Regions from separate parts of the Gossypium hirsutum genome. Here region 2 is linked to region 1. A link is a contact called in public Hi-C data. All regions are on one chromosome and are shown on one strand. The core of a region is the stretch at or near the end of the contact, and the rest is flanking DNA. Distances in the headings are between cores, read along the strand shown. Region 1 holds the start of LOC121207546 (probable pectate lyase 1). Region 2 holds the start of LOC107897843 (dihydroxy-acid dehydratase, chloroplastic).

The links. A called contact is a pair of places that touch in the nucleus more often than the background predicts.
Region 2: a contact with region 1 is called in a Hi-C map of leaf, with 2.4 times the contacts expected there. The contact joins the promoter of LOC107897843 here to the promoter of LOC121207546 in region 1. A contact is called at or near these places in 4 of 34 Hi-C or Micro-C datasets (hypocotyl and leaf).

What each region holds. Positions count from the first base shown.
Region 1 is chrA10:63,579,432-63,586,902 of Gossypium_hirsutum_v2.1, reverse strand. LOC121207546 (probable pectate lyase 1) reads left to right here and starts at 3,462. Exons shown (of 7, transcript XM_041077853.1): 1 at 3,462-3,740; 2 at 4,155-4,208; 3 at 4,655-4,738; 4 at 5,540-5,883; 5 at 5,886-6,181; 6 at 6,262-6,504; 7 at 6,590-7,406. The coding sequence starts at 3,643. The coding sequence ends at 6,811.
Region 2 is chrA10:63,985,099-63,992,569 of Gossypium_hirsutum_v2.1, reverse strand. It overlaps LOC107897843 (dihydroxy-acid dehydratase, chloroplastic), which reads left to right and starts at 3,033. Exons shown (of 14, transcript XM_016823421.2): 1 at 3,033-3,934; 2 at 4,396-4,467; 3 at 5,125-5,172; 4 at 6,229-6,383; 5 at 6,462-6,656; 6 at 6,740-6,851; 7 at 7,009-7,078; 8 at 7,185-7,243; 9 at 7,352-7,471. The coding sequence starts at 3,413.

The sequences.
Region 1 (7,471 bases), core at 2,213-4,712:
CTGGTAAAATTGTTATTCTGGATATATTTAAAAGTTGAGAATAAATTCTCTCTATTTTTCGGCAGAATAACAATCTCTCAAAAGTTGTGTTAATACCTCTACCGGTGCCATCTATTTATAAGAAGAGAAAGTAGAAACCTAGTAGAGTTGTAAAGGTTTATATTAAAAAAAAAACTCTTACTTAAAGTAAGATAGGAATGAAAGACTCACCATTGTATTTCTACTAGGTTGTCGCCCCCTTCATATTATATGAGGGGTTTGGGGCCTCTCTCACATCGAGTCCACTTACGAGTACTTCCTAAACCTTTTTGACTCAGTACTCTGTAATGTGATCCAACCCAATTCAATTTTTCTATGTCCCAAAAAAATTATATATTAAATAATTTTCTCATCCCAACTTTACTCCAGTAAAATTTTGACGATTTTACCCCCGATAAAATTTTAACAATTTTACCCCCGGTAAATATTTAAGAAAATTTGTTCAATATGTCACAACTCAACATGTTCATTATGATTGAATGATTTTATTTTATTAACCAATCTGTTCGAAAAATTACAAATGTATATTGACGAAAATACTACACTTTGGGCATCAGATCCAACAAACATTTAATTTGATTTTAGGATATTGAAATATGGATTTTGAATTAATTACTCATAAAATTCTGGTTTTTCTTCATTGAAACTCTTTTGAATATCACTTCCCGCTCTGATATCATGTAAATGAGTTTTTGAAAAGTAAATAGATTGAAAATCAAGTTTTTCTAAGTGAACTTTAAAATCGATCATTTTAGGAAAATTTTATTTTTTAGTGAAAAGAATATAATACGCTAAGTTTTTCTTTAAAAATAAGCAAATGTTTTAAAACGACTATTTTATGAACTCCGATAGTTCTACTAGGCCATTTCGGTGGCCAATGTAATTTTCCAAATTCGGCCGTAGCGTCTAAGCCGAGTTTTGGAGATTACATACCTTTGTTAGTTTATCAAATAACAATCCATATTTAAGGGATTTTTTTGTACAATTATGATTTTTTTTACAACTATGATTCAAACTCAAACTATTCATTAAAAAATAACACTCAACCAATAGACCACAACTTAATGTTTTTATTATTTTAGTCTAAAATAAATATATAAAATCAACCTTATTATCTCTCATTAAATTAGTGTCTCAAGTTCCATTAAGAAAATAATGTCTCAAGTTAAATGATACCGATTCACATCAACAAATATTAAAGTGATTTTTTTAAAATATATAATGATTATAGAATAGGAAATGTAATATTTTTAACATTAATGCGATGTATGGTTATTAGTGTTAGGGGTGAGAAAAATTCAAGTCGATTCGAAAAACTCGATAAAAAATTTAAATTTTGAATTAAATAGTTTGAGTAATTTGAGTTAATCAAGTTATTCAGATCAACTTGAATAAAAAAATAATTTTTTTGATTTAACTCAAATATGAATTACAATTCGAGTTATCCGAAAATCTGAATAAGAAAAGGCAAACCTACGTTGTTTTGATAAATATTTACCTTTTATAAAGTTGAAAGTTAAAACCATTAAGTTAAAAAACAAAATTATGTCGTTTACTCATTAAGTTAAAAGGCAAAACCATTATATTGTTTATGTAGTTAAATAATCTTATATTTCGTCTACTAGTTAAATTATTAGTCCATGTAAAATGCACCATTGAGTATAAATAATAGGATTTGTTAACTCAACTCGACTTAACTCGAAATTTTTTGACTTGATTCGAAAAAATTCAAATTGAGTTCGGTTGCTAAAATAAGATTTGTTAACTCGACTAACTCAAAAAAAATTTTACTTAATTCGACTTGGGTTCGATTGAATACTCACCACTAATTAGTGTAATAAGATAAGGAAAATGATAATTTAATAGATATGTGTTGAAGTCGTTAGACTTAAAATAAATAATAATTAAAATAAAATTAAACTTAAAATTAGAATAATAAGTAAAAAGTTTTATAAAAAATAATACATTTTAAAAATAAATCACAATTTTTTTTTTGTCATTATAAAAAATAGATCATGAGAATGTCTGAAAATGAGAGATGGTGAAAAAATAAAATCACATAAAATGATAATAAAAAGTATTGTATTTAAAGGTTTATAAAAAGAAATTGTTAAAAGCATCTAAAAATCAAATTTGTTTTAGAATCATATCTAGTAGTGGGTGTCTAAATATGTTATTAAAATGATATGTAAGAGCCATGTGAAGAGAGAGAAAATAGAATACCAATTTGGTATCCTTTTAGTTGAATCTTCTTTGGAGTCAAAATCCCCTCACTTTCTCAAGGCCGTGATTGGCGCACACGTAATTTTAATTTCTTTCTTTCTTTCTTTTTTAAATAACATTTCCTTCACTTAATCCTACTATTTTAATTTAAAAATTTCATTCTAATCATTTAAATCACATGTATTTTTTTTTATCAAAAATTTATCAATGTAGCTGCAACATAAAATAAATATGCTAAATTGATAAATTTTGATAGAAACTACAAATAGCACAATAATTGTACTAGAATTTTTAAATCGGAAAAGTAAGAGGGTTGAATTTTTAACTTTTAAGAGTTAATTGCACTAAACTATTAACTTCATTCTAAATTGGTCCCTAAACTTCAAAATGTTCTAATTACATTCCCAAACTATTCATAATGTCCCACCATTATTGAAATAGTTAATTTAATCTTTCAATGACACATAAATTATTATGTGAAATAATTTAAAATGAAAATTTTAAAGAAAAGTAAAATGTTATTATTGTGTAACTTTTACAATTAAAAACTAAAAATAAAGTAAAACTGAACAAGAAGAGAGTGAACGGTTGTTTCTGTAGAAGTTTCAAAAATCCCAACACCAAGATCTTTACAACATCCATTTTTACAATATTTATTTTCTTAAAAATTTTCATTTTAAGTTATATCACATAAAATCTTACACCTCATTTAATAGTCAAATTAACGATTTTAATAGTTTGAGGATGTAATTAAAATGTTTTAAAGTTTGATGAACAATTTAGAATGAGTCATAGTTTGAGGATGTTTGGAGCAAGTATAATAAATTTTAAAGTATAAGGACTAAATCTAAAATTCTATAAAAGTACAGGGACTAATAGCATATTTTAAGCCAATATTTATTAATGTGGTTAATTAAAAAACACATCATTTAATGCCGCAAATTCAGCAGGAAACTGTGTGACATTCTGCTCCCTTCTCCAACCGTACGCCCGTAATATCTGACGTGGCATTATCCAACAGTTAAAATAGTAAAATTAAACTTATTTAACCCCGGTGAAAATGGAGTGCGGAAGAGAGACAGTTAGTGGCGGTTAGGTGACTTAGGTTATTTGGTTAAAGTAAACCTACCCAGAAAATTCCAACGTTTAATATTTTGGGTATATAATCGGCGTCGTTTTGGTCTTTCTGTTTTGGTGTTCACTTTTTTTTTTTTTTTTTGCTCGTGGCTCTATAAAAGCCGTTTGCTTGGAGCTTGTACTCTGACTCTCCCTGCTTCACCATCTCCTTCTTTCCTTGGATCTCTCTGTCTCTCTCTCAATTTTTCCTCTGTTTGGATAGAGAGAAAGCTTTTAAGTACCGAAGAAGCGGAGAAAACTGCAATGGCGGTTTCCAAGAAATGGTTTTTAGCTTCTTTAGCTGTTCTGTTTTTGTTTCTTGTTGGAGCAATGGCCACTGTACAGACCAACAACGATTCCAGGTCTTTCTCTTTCTTCAACTCAGTTTTCAAGCTTTCTCAGTTTTATTTTAGTAAAAGAAAGACACAGAGAGTCTCCATTGTTTGTTTTCTCTCGGGTTTTCGAATTTGCCTTGCAAAATTGTTGCCTACATACATTATGTCATTTTATGGTGAATTAGAATACAAAAACTATACAGAATTTTCATTGTTTAGATCTTGAAAAATAGTCTCATTCTCAGAAAGAAAAAATAATTTTTCCTTTCTAACGGATCCATTAATATTCCCTCTTCAAAAACTTCACTTAATACGTTGAAAATGAGATTTCAGTGTCCTCTTTTTTTTTCTTCAAAAAAATGCTAACTGAAAATGGAGCATCACTGCAAAATACTAGAAAATTTCAATTTTCATTTATATTATGTTTATATATTTTTACAGCACTGTGGAGATAGAGAAGCTGCAGAACTCAAAAAACTCAACAATGGCAACTAGGTAATGTAGAGCTTAAAACTAGCCTTTTTTTGTATTTATTTTCGTTTTCTTTTTCCAATTCTGATCATCTCAGCCGTTATGTTTAATCTCCGTTTAACCATGAAATAACGATCCCATCCGTTGAGATCCAGATCCTTAGATCTCAACCATTTACTCCGTTACACAATTCAATTCCCGTATGTAGAAAAAGAAAAAGATGGTATAATGAGGAAGGGCATTTTATAAATTCCCGTCGAGGGGTCCACACGGGGTTTCTGTTTCTTCCCCCTTGAAAAACACTTTTGTAACGGTTTTGGAGTACTGTTGGTGGACGACACAGTGAATCCGCTTTAAGCAGTGTGTTTCATAGAATTATTAGTCACCGACGAGAATAAGAAAATTAAAATGAAATATTTAGAATTAATTTTATTTAATTGGAATTTGGGTTGGTGTGATTGGGATTTCAGGTCAGAAGAGGTTAAGGCCTTGAATGAACATGCTGTGGCTGATCCAGAGGCCGTAGCAGCCGAGGTTAAGACCATCATTGACATGTGAGTCTCTATAAACATTTCTTTTGAATTGCTAAATATGTAAATAGAGAATGTAAAAGTTGAAGCAGAAAGATTCCCTTTTTTTGCCAAATTTTCATTTATCATTAACCATAAATCAAATGGATTACAATCTTATATGTTGATGTTGTTTGTTTACTCCCGACTCCACCATTATAGTCAGATCCGTGTCTAACGGGCACGACCCTTTTTAATATTTCTTGCATCACATGACCGTATCATTGTCTTTCCAATCGTACCTCGAAGTACAAATTTTTTATTCAAAGCAATTAAACGCTTTATCAACCTTACTATAATTACAGTTTTATTGCATCACATGACTAATTCTCACTTCTTCATGCACAACCACTCTTTTATTTACCTCATTATTGATTTAAAAGTTGTAATATGAAGGAAGCAGGGTAAATGGTAAGTTGGAGGATTTTTTATTGTTCTTATTCTTGGTGATTGCTGCACACTGGACCAGCTAAATAAGATAAACAAACAAGACTCTTTTGTCTCTTTTCGTTAAAAATGAAAAGAAACAGCATGTCCTAGCCGTTATACCTGGAGTGAATGACCTTAATGTCCTTTCGAAATAACAAAATTCTACATCATGTTTTGTCTGCTTATGCCATCTTTACAAATTGGGATTAATTTAACTCCCACCGACAATAATTTACAAGCCCATCTAGTAGTAAAATCAAAGATGCTAATAATTTTGGTTACTAAGCTGGAATATTTAGACCATATGACAAAAGTCTGCGTAGTAAAATTTAATAAACTGAATGAAAAAAATGGTAGGAATATTCGAAATGCGACGGAAAGGAGGAAGTTGGGGTTCTTCTCGTGCGGAACTGGTAATCCCATTGATGATTGCTGGCGTTGTGACCCCAACTGGCAGAAGAACCGGAAGAGACTTGCTGACTGTGGCATTGGTTTTGGAAGGAATGCAATTGGGGGGCGTGATGGACGCTTCTACGTTGTCACTGACTCTAATGATGATGACCCTGTTAACCCCAAACCTGGGACCTTGCGCCATGCTGTGATCCAGGAACAACCACTTTGGATTGTGTTCAAGAGGGACATGGTTATTAAGTTGAAGCAGGAGTTGCTGGTCAACAGCTTTAAGACCATTGATGGTCGTGGGTGAATGTCCATATTGCTAATGGGGCATGTATCACAATTCAATACGTTACCAATGTCATTGTTCATGGTCTTCATATTCATGACTGTAAGCCCACTGGCAATGCCATGGTTAGAAGCTCACCCACTCACTTCGGGTGGAGGACAATGGCTGATGGTGATGCAATCTCCATCTTTGGGTCAAGCCACGTTTGGGTTGATCACAATTCTCTTTCTAATTGTGCTGATGGTCTTGTTGATGCTGTCATGGGGTCAACTGCCATTACCATCTCCAACAATCACCTCACCCACCACAATGAGGTAATTTTGATGCATGTATTTCTCTTGTACCTCACTTTTTTATCTGTAGCATCCTTATTAACGCTCAAGCTCAACTGCAGGTGATGTTGCTGGGTCACAGTGACTCTTACACAAGGGACAAGCAGATGCAAGTGACCATTGCCTACAACCATTTCGGAGAGGGACTTATCCAGAGAATGCCAAGGTGTAGGCATGGGTATTTCCATGTGGTAAACAATGACTACACTCATTGGGAAATGTATGCTATTGGGGGAAGTGCAAATCCTACCATAAACAGCCAGGGTAACAGATACGCAGCTCCAAGAAACCCGTTTGCAAAGGAGGTATTGTCTTGTGTCATATTTGCTGAATATGTTATGTTTACAATCATCATATCAGATAATATGATTGATTGGTTGGTTTGAGCAGGTGACCAAGAGAGTGGACACAGCTGAAAGCCACTGGAAGAGCTGGAACTGGAGGTCGGAAGGAGATTTGCTGCTGAATGGTGCATATTTCACTCCATCTGGAGCCGGAGCCTCAGCAAGCTATGCCAGGGCCTCAAGCTTGGGAGCCAAGTCCTCCTCCATGGTTGGATCCATGACTTCCAATGCTGGAGCTCTACCCTGCCGAAGAGGCAGGCAATGCTAGATAGTATATCCCCCACCCAATCAATTAAAATGGTTGAAAAGCCAGCCATTTACTAGCTCTTTCCCATCATTCAAAAAGCACTACCAATCAAATATCCATATTCTCTGTAGTCTATCCTCCCCATCTACCAGCATCATCGCATATTCTGATTTTAAGTGTAAATTTATTCATTTTTACACATTGTCATTATTTTGTCCTACCCACTCTACTCATTTTGTTTGTCAATCTGTGCAACCTGCTTCAACTCTAGTGAACTAAAAAATCCATCTTAAGAGCAGGTACGCAAGCGTTGTCCTTGGTTCCCTTTTCCTTTTTTGCCCCCTTTGAAGTTTTCTGGTCTTCCTCAGCCTCCCATCCGCGTCAATCTTGGTCACTACCTACACTTTGGTCTTGTGGGTTTATAGGACTTTTACTGATTTGGTGAACTTTATTTTATTTGTGTCTAGTCATACAAGCAATAGTATGAGCGTCAGAGTTTGGAGTTATTGAAAGACTTTGTTACAGAGATGATGTATAGTCAATAGCAGTGATGTTTACCTTTTACTTTTCTTCGCTTTTTCTTTCTTAATGGAAGCGATCTTTTATACTTTTATTATATGTATGGGTATCCTCTTTCTTTCTTTCTTTCTTTCTTTTCTTTTTCACTTTATGGTTTTGCAA
Region 2 (7,471 bases), core at 1,784-4,283, 410 kb before region 1:
ATGTTATAATTGCTCAAACATGTATTTATATTTTTTATTGTATTTGTTATAGTAATTTTTTTTAAATTAATTTGATTTAATCTTAAATTAATTCCTAAACTTGGATAACAATTCATGAATTATTGCAAAATTTATTTTTATATGAATATTTATATATTATTATGAAACTAAGAAAATTATTGTAAGAATATATGAGAAGAGTGAACAAAAATGAAAGGATAATTCAATTTTCTACTTGGAAGACAATAAGTTTATACATGCCCTTTATTTATAGGATGTTAATCACCAAAGGTTAAAAGCATAAATAAAAAGATATTATGGCACCCTATAAATTCTTTAAGGGATGCGAGAGAATAAATCTTTGGGCGAGGCAAGACTTGTATAGACATCCATTTATCAATGGATTTACAACACTCCATTTTAGATATCTATCAACAAAAATGTGCATTGTTAAAACCTTATTAGGAAAAAATACACGTGTGATAAAAATTTAATGAAGGAAAATGAGTGCACAATCTTTTATAATAACTACCTCGTTAAAAACCTTTACTAGGAAATCCTAGTGTGACAAAACATTAGTTAAAGGAAAAGAGTACAATATGTTTTAGCCTCCCCTAATGGCAACATCATATTAAATCTTTAAATTGTCATTCAAACATTGTGGTTGGTAATGCCTTGGTAAAAAATTTGTCAAATTATCTCTAGTACGAATTTGTTGAATTTTTATGTCACATTTCTTCTCAAGATCATGAGTGAAAAATAATTTTGGGGAAATATGTTTTGTGTTGTCACTTTTGATGTAAGTGCCCTTTAATTGAGTTATACATTGACCTGCTGTCAAATGTAGTAATTAATTCAGGTCATTTACGCATTTAAGGGGCTTGTTTTATAGCCACTTTAGTCTTTTATATTACGTTTCTGGTATTTAGAACTTAAAATTAAATATTAGTAAAAGAAGTGTTTTTTAACACATTTTGAGTGTTGTGACCCACTAGTCCGGCATAGGCCTTATGTAGTGCTAATATGTGTAATTGAGTGTGTAGGATGAAGATTTATAGGCCTAATTGATGTGGAAGCAAGGGACGAGTGATGCACAAGCTTCCCGGGATGTCAAAGCATAAAACGAACCAAAGTTGGCATGGAACACGTCGTGTCACACCATAACCCTTGCATGGCGCGGCAAAGGTTGACTTGCTGCCCAAGTATGTTGAGGCTATTTTCATCCGTACAATCGACTTTATACAAAGACCTAGGATGTGTCAAAGACCTAATTTGGACTGCCAACACTTTTATAAATAAGACATTAGGAGTTTGATGTAACTAAGTCATCTTAGAAGCACTAAAAACCCTAGTAGTTTAGGAGTAGGATTAAATTAATTTTCTTTCGGCTTTTCTTAACTATTTGTTTTTCCTTTTGGAATCAGTTTCGATCTAAGAGTTTATTTATTTTATTAAACTATTTCAGTTTATTTCTTCTATTTGCACTCGACATATTTCATTATTCCAATCAATCGATTTGTTACTCTGTTCTCCATTCGATATCAATCCACGATTATTCTAATCTCGTTTCTCTTTCAATTCAATCGTGTTCTTCACTTGATTTATTCAATTGAGATTGAGATTATGAATAACATGAATGGCTAATCCCTTAAAGGAGATTAACGAGTGGATGGGGATGTGATTAACGGAAGATTTAGGGTTTCCTGAGAGGATTAGTTGGTATAGATTACGTGTTCTTAAACCATTAGGCTTGGCAACCATAGGAAGTTATCACAAGTTAGAAGAGGTCGAGAGATAAGTCAAACCGAGTAATTGTAGTTTATTCTAGTTGAGAAAATAAGGTCAGGAGATAAGAGAGCATCAACCAATCGATTAACTAGTTAGACTTCGGGAAGTAATAATTGGTTAATCAATAGCTAATTCACCCTAAAACCCTAATCTAAAGGTAATTACAAACCTTAAAGCGAGTTAATCTTCCTGACTGGTTTATTGATTTAATTCATTTGTTTATTTTTCATATTTAATTATTTTAGTTATTTATTTTTATCTCATTAATCTATTTTATGGTTTGTTGTAATATAGGAATTAGTTACTACTACTTAGACTTATTATTGTAAAAAAGTTTTCATAATTTATGCCATCTTCCCTTGGGTACGAACAATCATCAGAACACTTCCAAGTCTTTCGTTGTAACTAAACTATATTACAATTTGACCTGTGCACTTGCAGGCATTGCTGTCCTAAATTCTTATATATTTTTTGGTGTTATATTTAATTATAAATGATAGACGGTTAAGTTTTTGGCACCATTGCCGGGGAGATTTCAACAATAAATATTGAAAATATTTTTTTACAATTAATAAGATAAGTAAAAACATTAAAACTTATACATACAATATTTAATTTTTGTTTATTTTTTTATTATTTTCCAGGTCGTTATGACCCGAAGCTCCGGTACTCCAAACAAACCATACTCAGATTCGAAGCAAATCATTAAGCGCAATCGTTAACTCATGAACACCAATCTACTTCTTGTAATTAATTTACCTTAAGAAAATTCATTATTTAAAGATTTACGAAAACAACAAGTGAATGACCGGAAAGAAATCTCAATGAATCAGAGAACGTTGCGTAAGTACGCCTTACCTACACTAAACGTGATGCACTAAATGCGATGCGAGAAAGCATAACAAGGTCCGCAATCAATGCCAATAATTTTAAAATAAAAACAACCACGATTCAAATGATTCAAAATAGGCTGCAATTTAAAAACAATACGGTGAATACCCAAATCAACACTTGAAACGGTTGGTTCAATTTAAGGGGAATATGATTCATTATTAGTGGTCCCATTATTATCAGTTGACCGAAAATGTAGCTTCCTCACACAGAACTTATGTCCCAGTATGATATATTTATAAATAAATATTTATTAAAGAAAAACTGGCATAAGACTGGTATAGATAAAAATTAATATAGAATCATCATCCGCTTACCTTATTTTGTGGCTATCTTTCAGAAGATAACAACAGAAAAACGACACACGCGCGCGCACATTACCAACCACAGTTTTGACCGGCTCTCCTCTTCGTCTTCCATTTACCCATAAACTATTTTATGCAATAAATAAAATAAAAGCATTGCCCTCTCACCCGTCTCTAAAGCCACCCTTATTTCCACTCCCTCCGCCGGTTAGTCCCTATACTCTGTACCACGCGCCACCGTGCTTTATACCTGAATCTAAACTCATCTTTTTGGGACCCACACGAAGATTTGTTCTTATCCTGTAACCTTAAATAAGCATGTGTATCAGTGCATGGTACGTGTGTCTAGCAGTCATTCCTTACAAGCAACTAAGTAAAGTGTAGTCAGCTTTTTTTGATCCCCTACCTTAAACCCATCCCCCGCCGCCATGCAAGCCACTATTCTAACCTTACGCGCCACTGTAATCCCCACGAATAAACCACTCACCCCTCCTCCAAACCGCCGCCGATGTCTTTTCATAACGGCACAATCCCAAGCAGCCGTAACACCCGACCCTCCCTCTCCACCCACAGTAAAACTCAACAAATATAGCTCAAGAGTAACGGAACCGAAGTCACAAGGCGGGTCCCAGGCGATGCTATACGGGGTAGGATTATCAGAAGACGACATGTCGAAACCCCAAGTGGGAATTTCGTCGGTGTGGTACGAGGGGAACCCGTGCAACATGCATTTGTTGAAGCTGTCGGACGAGGTGAAACGGGGTGTTGAGGACGCTGGGATGGTTGGGTTTAGATTCAATACGGTCGGAGTAAGCGATGCGATTTCGATGGGGACGAGGGGAATGAGCTTCAGTTTGCAGTCAAGGGATTTGATTGCTGATAGTATTGAAACGGTTATGGGTGCTCAGTGGTATGATGACAATATCTCTATCCCCGGTTGTGATAAAAATGTAAGCTCTTTGTTTCTAACTTTGCTTCTTCTTTTCTTTTTAATACTTTTGTAAGCATTTTGTGTTTTATTTTTCCTGATTTTGACGCTATATATGAACTTGCCTTACTGTGAAAGGAAAAAAAAACAAAAAGATAAATGTGATTTAGTTATATGCTCATCGCTTTTAATTGTGAGAAAGAGAAGAGGAAAGAAAAGGATGTAAACTGCATTTAACTCAAGAGTGTTCTTTATCTGGTTTGATTGAAAAAATAAAATTGATTTGAAGTGATCAAATTAATTTAATTTTTAGACATTTTCCCATGGGCTCTGATTGTTTGGACTTTGGTAGAGCTATAGAAGTAGTTTATGTGTTAATGCAGTTGTGGTTCATTAAAGTTCAACAATCATAAACTATGGTCTGATATAGGTTTGCTTTCTCAATTGTGCCTTCTATTAGTCTAATGCTAGCTAGTTCTTTAGATGCCAGGTACACTTATTGCAATGGGGAGGCTCAATCGGCCAAGTCTTATGGTTTATGGTGGAACTATCAAGGTTTTCTTCTTTGCTTTGTCTAGTGCAAGTGTCATCAATGGGCTACTCTCCTTTCATTGCAAATGGCTCATTTAGTCTTGATATTTTATTAGTTTTGCTCTTAGAACACTGTTGTAAGTTTTATTCAGAAAATCACTGCCACTGTTTTAAAAAAATCTAACATTCAGAACCTATCATATACAACAAGGCTATAAGGATTGGTTTCAAAGTGGAAAGCACTCATTCTTATGAGTCATAAATGCTGTATTCTTTTGTAACTTTCCCGTAAACATTACGTGTTCATTACATTTCTTATCAATGCATCCAGCAAAGAACAAATGGCTAAATTGAGTGGGCCTGGAATAACACGATATGCTGGCAAATATGTTACGCCGAAAATCATGTCTGAATATTTTTGAAAGAATTTGAGGCATCAAATGTTCTAAGTTCTGACCTGAAATATATTATGTCCTTGTACGATTGCATGTCAGAAATGAGGTTTATTGCAATCTGTTACTCTGCTTCTCCCTTCCATTGTTCATTATACATCATATAGCCATTTAATATACTATAGTGTATTTCATTGAAGTTCAGGTAACATTGCTGCAAATTTAAATAGTTATAGTTCGTCAATTTTCAAAAGGCCTTTATTTATTTATTGTACTTGTTCTTTTGCAGCCTGGTCATTTTCAAGGCAATACATATGATATAATATCTGCCTTCCAGGTATGCACAGTGATATGCTAAATGAATTTTGTTATGACAGTTGATTGCTTCTTATTATATCTTCATCTTAGCTGAATTTTTTCTTTGGTTTTGTTATTCCTATGCTCAAGAATTTACCTTTTTCAGACGCTTGGTGTCTGTTAATTCTTTGCTTTTAGGACAATAAAAGTTTGTGTGACAAATACAAGAAAATTTCTGAAAGTAAAGCAAGGAACTTGACATATTATGCTGATACTACAATCTTTTGTTAAGAACATTACACTTAGATAAAAATATACTATAAAATTTCCCTCAACTATGATCATTTTTGGCAAGTATATGGGCTATTTCTGTGAGGAATAAAATATGAAAGTTTACAATCATAAGATTAAACTATGACCTTCTGTGTATGCTTATGATCAAGAACCTCAAGGTTGTGTGTGGCAGACAAATTTAACTGCCAACCTTTTTTGTATTTCATTTTATAATAGCTGATGCTCTTTGGAGTTTGTCTTTTGCATTAATCTCTTCCTTTGCAAGCTTTTGGAATTTATACCCATTCTATCTAAAAGGGGAGCATTCTATCTAAAAAGGGAGAAGTTTACTTTTCCTGGTTGACTTATGAGCAATGTGATATTTTCCTATTTGCTGTCTTCCTAGAATCTTCTTGAGAAGTTAAGGATTGACTGAATATTTAGGTGGAATAGATTGTTAGTTCAATTGATCTGTGTCTGGTGTTGGCACACAAACTTTGGGGGCTATTTCTTGGTACATTTCCTTTGGATTCAGTTTTCAACCCCTACCTGAACTGAAGTAGTATTCACCTTTGAGTGACAAAGTTTGCTTTTGATTTTCATTATCTTTTTCCCATTTATATGCCCTTTGAGGATTAGAATAAGGACTGACAGACTGTTTTGAAGTTTGCCAAGATCTAGCAATTTTATTAGATAGTCTACCATATGGTAATATGTGAAGATTAACTTCTATGACGTGAATTTATCAGAAAATAAAAACAAATTTTGACAAATTCGGTAATCTTGTAACTGTTTTTTATTTTTTTTCTGATTGGCCTCATAGTGTTATGTAGAGTATGCTAGTGGATCAATAAGTGACGAGCAGAGAATGAATGTTGTCCGTAACTCATGCCCTGGAGCTGGGGCCTGTGGGGGAATGTATACTACAAATACAATGGCTTCAGCAATTGAAGCTATGGGAATGTCTCTTCCTTACAGGTAGAAATATGCTCTCTGGATTGAGATTTTGGTATTTCTGCCTTTTCTCTTAAACTTTTTCTTCTCGTTCCTGAAAAGCTCTTCAATACCTGCTGAAGACCCATTGAAATTGGATGAATGTCGTTTGGCTGGAAAGTATTTGCTTGAATTGTTGAAAATGGATTTAAAACCCCGAGACATTATCACCCGCAAATCTTTACATAATGCAATGGTTATTGTCATGGCCCTAGGTGGGTCAACCAATGCCGTATTGCATTTAATTGCTATAGCTAGGTGAGAAAATGTGCCAAACATCCCTTGGATATATCAAATTATCAGAAACTTGTGGAGATAACTCCTGGAAACATTCATGCCAGGTCTGTTGGTCTTGAGTTGACTCTTGATGATTTTCAGAAGGTTAGTGATGAAGTTCCATTTCTGGCTGATCTGAAGCCCAGCGGGAAATATGTCATTGAAGATGTGCATAAGGTAAATTAACTGAAAGTTATTTGCTGTCATTCAATTCCTTCAAGTAGTATTTTTCCTGTATAGCTGATGAGCGATGACATTAATAGCTTCCTCTATATATGTTGTATATCCTATCTTTTCAAATAATGAGGGATAAAAAAAAATCATGTTTTGATAGATTGGAGGAACACCTGCTGTTATTCGTTATCTTTTGGAGTTTGGGTATCTAGATGGGGATTGCATGACTGGTATGTCAGTTTGGGTTCCATACTTCCATTAGCATTTATTCATTTACGATAATTTTAGAGCTTTATTTTTCTATATTCTTAATATTTGGTGTTTTTTGCTCTCTAGTGACTGGGAGGACATTGGCAGAAAACGCAAAAAGTTATCCTTGTTTACCCGAGGGGCAGGTTGGTGCTGATGTCTTTCTTACTCCCCAAAAATAATTTGTTCCCTATTGAAATTTTTAGATGCCATGAAATACAGCTAGTCTGATCAGTCTCAAATTTGCTTTCAAGGATATCCTAAAACCGGTGTCAAATCCTATCAAGAAAACGGGGCACATCCAAATATTAAGAGGGAATCTTGCACCAGAGGGTTCTGTAGCAAAAATTACAGGAAAAGAAGGACTATATTTC